Linked DNA regions of Sus scrofa: region 2 is linked to region 1. Evidence: chromatin contacts called from public Hi-C data. All regions are on one chromosome and are shown on one strand. The core of a region is the stretch at or near the end of the contact, and the rest is flanking DNA. Distances in the headings are between cores, read along the strand shown.

The links. Hi-C and Micro-C count contacts between places; a contact is called where the count stands out from the background.
Region 2: a Hi-C map of omental adipose tissue shows a contact between it and region 1, with 2.1 times the contacts expected there. A contact is called at or near these places in 1 of 5 promoter capture datasets (liver), 23 of 47 Hi-C or Micro-C datasets (adipocytes, adipose tissue, alveolar macrophages and 17 more) and 2 of 2 datasets of targeted methods (alveolar macrophages and skeletal muscle).

The regions. Positions count from the first base shown.
Region 1 is chr4:108,034,561-108,037,260 of Sscrofa11.1, reverse strand. No RefSeq gene overlaps it. Among named protein-coding and RNA genes, the nearest start is that of CTTNBP2NL, 23 kb to the right of the region's middle.
Region 2 is chr4:108,098,745-108,101,483 of Sscrofa11.1, reverse strand. No RefSeq gene overlaps it. Among named protein-coding and RNA genes, the nearest start is that of CTTNBP2NL, 87 kb to the right of the region's middle.

The sequences.
Region 1 (2,700 bases), core at 196-2,695:
GGCTCCATCCCCAACGCACTGTCCAGTGCCTAGCACACAGTACTTGGTAAACACTAACAGACCAATAGGTGAACCAGCCCCCAGGAATCCACCCACTTTCTGCTTCTGTCTCCCTCCCAGGGACTGGTCCTCCCCATGTGAAAGCCTCTCCCCAGCAGTGGGCTGTCTGCGTCCAAAGATGGTTCCTGTATTCCCAGCAGAATAAGGTGGACGGATTAAAGTATATTACTGGGAGAAGAAGAGGCTGCTGGTTGTTGGGGACACTCGGGGGACCCTGGTTTGACAAGATGAATTTGCTGGTGTTTTCAAGAAAAGCTATAAAGTATAAGATGTTAAAGAGAGAGGAGTACTAATCACTGTGACCCATTAAATAACTAAAGTAATGGAGGGGGACAGAGACTGAAAGATAAAAAGCGAAGACCTGAATCATTGGTGATGTTTTCCCCGAGGTAGGACTTAACAATATGCATTTTAACAAGTTTCCTGAGTGATTCGTAAGTAACCAGCTTAAGACAGGTCTTTAGAAAGACTTTTGAAGATTAAAATAAAAGGCAACACATTATAGTGGGAAAGGTACAGGCTATCACAGCCACACAGACCTGGGTACAAATCCTGCCATCACTACTTATCATCTGTGTAACACTGCTATTATTTGACCTCTCAGATTAACTCGGAGGTTCTATTTCTAGTTAGAGTCAATAATTACATCTATCCTATTGGGCTGTTGTGATGATTAAATTACAATGCATATGATGTACCTGGCACACTGTAGATATTTAATAGATGGTAGTTTATTACTATTCTTTTTATGGCCTGTTTTCTGTGTTTACAACCTCCCTACTGTGTTGTATGGCAAACTGACATTCTTGCCCCTCTGCTCTGTGACTTCACAGAGGTGAAAATTTATAGTCGAAAGGGCCGGTTCAGCATATAGTAAAATCTTCAGCACATACCTTTCCTAGAATTCCTCTTCCTTCCTCCAGAATATATCAAGGAGCATATTTTTGCTCTTAACTACCCATTAATCATTAATAATAAACCCTGTATTTTTAATCTTTACCAAGGATTTCACATATATCTCAGGACTAAACCTTGAGGAGGAGATGGAACAGACACCATGATCACTCACAGATGTCTGGGAAGTGGCCTGTGTGCAAAGCTAGAATGTGGGTGCACTGAGATTTAGAACTTACAAACACTGCACTCTCCATTAGGCTACATTTGCCATCGTCAAGACCTTTTGCCTTTGAGGAAAAAGAGGCAGGGTTATCTATCTCCTGCCGCTTCCTGCCCCTCCCCTCTGGAGTATTGGTTGGAGAATGAGAGGGCAGCCAAGATCTCCCAAGCTTGGCTGCACTGACTGCAAGGACGGTCTTGAAAAGCCTGTCCCATCCAAATCAGAGGTTGGCTGCCATGCAGCATCTCAGTTCTCCGGTTCAAAGCAGCCCGCCTTCTGCAACTCCACACCGCCACCTGCTGGACGCCGCCTTGCGCAGATCCTGGCCATCCACCGTCCACACTGCCCTACAGTTCTCCCAGAGTCCCCTAAGCCATGGCTCCCCTGCCTCAGGGGTGCTTTGGAGGCCACAGAACAGGCTGGAACCGGGGGTGGGGAGGCGGGGAGAGCATCCCTATTTCTTTCGCAGTCTTATTGTAAATCTTAATCTATGATATCGGGTAACTCTTTGCTCTCTCTCAACTTTCGTCTCTACCAAGTTGTAACTAAAGGAGGATTGGGCCCTGACTTTCCCGGCCCTCCCAGAGTGAAATGGAATAGAATAAGACACGCACTCTGCCAGATGGTAAGAATTGGGCCTCTGGAGAGGAAACTGCTATAATTTTCAGAACTAGGAGGATAAAAGCAGCAGCATTCCCAGTAAACAAATGAAGAAACTAAGTCCCAGAGAATCAAAGTAAGCAGCTGCAGGGAATAGACTTTCTTTATTCATTCATTTATTCAAAGACTCACTCCGATGTATAAATTGTGCCCCTACAATGTGCCTGGTACTGTGATATGGATGAAGACTCAATGGCTGTACTCTAAGTCTCTTTGCTGGACCACTCATCACTTTTCTCCTCTTTACCTCCCTGTCACTGTTTTCCTTCTGAATATTTTTCCCTGTGTTCTTGGTAACCCTCATTCCACTAAAAACAAATTCTACATCCACAACACCCTCCAAAACCTTTCACTATGTCCTCCCCCTCCCTGTAACGAAAACCTGGCCTTACTCCGAGGACACTGGTTCCCTTGCAGTCCTCTTGCACAGAGGCACACGCCCTCCTACATGAGTTCCATCTTCCAGCCAAGAAGAGTGCACTTGGGGTCAGCAGTCTCCCAGCTTCCCCTGCGAGTTTCACACTATGATTTTTCTACCCTCATTTAAAGCCCTCCCCAGACTGGATGGCTTGTTGCCTTCTACCTCTTCTGCTGTGACCAGCCCAGCCCACACCAGCTGAGGACTCTCCGCTTATCCCTACACATTTACTCCCACAGGGGTCCTGAGACACATCACTGAGGCCAGCCCATCCAACAACCTAACCTCCTCCAAACTTTGTCCTGATCACGTCAAAGAACCTTCTAGGCTGCTTTCGGCCATGCTTTTCAAGGCTACAGTTGGACCAATACTAGCAGGTCTCCACCTCTCAAAACTTAAACTTGAACATCCCACGAGGACCACAATCCCTCCAACTCTATTTTAT
Region 2 (2,739 bases), core at 99-2,598, 64 kb before region 1:
CTTCGCCTCTCTGAACCTCATTGGGAAAATGGCTAGAACACTGACCCCTTCACGTCACTGCTGTGAGGATACATCAACTCTTATCCAGAAGAGCCCCAAACACTTCCCCTCCTCACTGTGGAACACCCCTCCCCTCAGAGAGCTCAGTAGAGGGAAGAAAAACTAACACACATGAAACCAAAAACAAAGGGTGCCTCCACTTGCTCACTGCCATGACCTCCTTCATAAGATTACTGTGAGGACAGACCCCGTTAATACCAAAGAGGACTTAGCACGTGGCTGGGTAGTTAATGAACCCGACTAATATCCATGAGGACATGGGTTCAATCCCTGGCCTCGCTCAGTGGGTTAATGATCCGGCATTGCCATGAGCTGCGTTGCCTTGAGCTATGGTGTAGGTCGCAGATGCAGGTCGGATCTTGTGTTGCTGTGGCTGTGGTGTAGACCAGCGGCTACAGCTCCAATTCAATCCCATATGCCTCAGGTACAGCCCTAAAAAGTCAAACAAACAAACAAAAAGATTGTTTTGGCTCAGCGGTTAATGAACCTGACTAGGATCCATAAGGATGCGGGTTCAATCCCTGGCCTCAGTGGGTTAAGGATCCGGCACTGCTGTGAGCTGTGGTGTAGGTCACAGGCTCAGGTTGGATCCAGAGTTGCTGTGGCTGTGGCTGTGGTCAGCCGCTGCAGTTCCCACTCGACCCCCTAGCCCAGGAAACTTCCATATGCCACGGGTGCTGACCTAAAAAGCAAAAAAAAGAAAGAACAAAAGAGGACTTAGCAGAGAACTTGGCACAAAGCCTGCACTTAATAAATGCTGGCATTATCACGACTATTGCCACTATATCCTCTCCATTATTATTACAGGCTATAGAAATCTATTACCACTGGACTTCAGAAAACGGCTGGATGTCGAAGAAAGCTTTATGAAGGGGTCCAAGCTGGGCCGTGAACGAAGCCTGGGATTTATAAAGCCACTGAGAAAGCTCTTCTGACTCACAAGAGGCAGAAAACAGGATGCTAGCCTTCTAGCGTCAGCGGGAGCATACGGCCAGGACTTGAAGAGCATACACTGCCTCCCCCTCAGCTGTGGGTGGTAGGATAATGGCAAAAGTCCTTCTTGGTGGCCTGGCCTTGGGACCACCAGCCCTGGGAGGCAGCTAATCTTCCCTGAGAAGTGATCAAATCAGCTGGTCCTCAGGTCACAGAGAACTAGAAAGCTGTTTCTCAGAGTCTAGCAGGCCCACCCCTGCTGCACCCCTGCAAGGGTGAAGATACCTTTCCCAAGGAGCCCCCAGTAGACCCGCAGGAGCACCTTCTCCCCCTCCCCCACTGCACCCCCAAGCTTCAGCCAAGCTGGCAACTCTTGCTGGTTGGACGTGGGTTCTGTGTGCTGTTTACAGTGTTGACTTATTATTCTTGAGCCTGGAAGCTTTACCAGGTATTAAATTCCAGCATCAGGCTGCTGTTTGTGCTCCTGAGTGAAGGAAGGAGAGAGCTTTAATGCTCTGCAAAAAGTAGGGCCTGAATCATTTATGAACGGGCGTCACAGGAAGCCAGAGCCGTGTTAGGACAAGGGCTGCTTCCAGAATGAAAATGTTTGTTGTGGAAGGTCCAGTTCTGCCTTCACCCCAACAATCCATAAGCCCTAGTTAGCAGGGCCACATAAATTGCTCCCTTTGCCTTTAAAGGACATTCCAGAGATGAGGGGTGTTGTGAGGGGAGGCTGCTCGCTGTATTAGGACAAAGGCAAGCAGACAATTACTTCTCTGTGATAAGAGAGAAGCTCTGTCCTGGACGCTATGGCTTACTTAGCTTTAGCTTGGTTTTCGTTGGGATGTTTTTAAAGACACGTGTGACTCTGCAGGGGCCGGCTGACTAGTTCTTGGGGGAAGCCTGCTGGCAGGTGGGCTGTGTCAAGTGAACAACCCAAGTGGACTGTGGATTCCAGCCACTTTTTTTCAGATCTCAACATCAGTTGGGGAATGTGCAGATGCAGAATCAAATAACTCCTGTGATTTATTTTTTTTCTTGGAGCCACTAGCTCAACCCCTTCATTAGAAAGGTTATAATTCAGAAAACAGAATGTTTCGTCTTAGAAACATAGATTACAAGGCTGGAAGGAACAGGAGAAAAACAGAATGAGCCTGAGAATCATGAGCATCTGGGGGCAGGTCCTTCTCTGCCCAAAACATCCCCTTCCATTCTTCATCCCCAAACCCCATTATAGGCTGCAAAGTACAAGGCAGCTCTTGGTCCTTTTCAAGACTTAAAAGACTTTATAATTTTCAGCCTCTACGGGCTTAACTGCCCACTTTGTATGCATGTCCTTGAGGTGAACAAGACCCTGAGGTACAGAAAGGGACAGAGATATCCCCAAAAAAGATCTTGGCAGTGCTGGTCTGGAACCTGGGCCCATATCCTTCTGGCCCATCAGCACCTCTCCAAGCAATACTGCAACCCAGGCAGGACCAAGAAGTCTGGTCTCAGAGCACCGGACAGAACTCTTCCCTCCTGTGAGAGGACAGGGTGATCCCCCTCTTCCGCTGTTGGGAAGCTCACGGAGGTAGTGTTGGTGATGGTCCCTTACATCTCAGAAAGCACAGGTGTCACTGTGCTCTGGCTATGTCACCAACAAACTGTGGGACTTGGGGTAACTTCATCTTCCTGCCCTTCAGTTTCCTCATCCTCAACACGAAGGTGCTGGTGACTCCTAAGGTCTCCCCAACCCTGTGATTC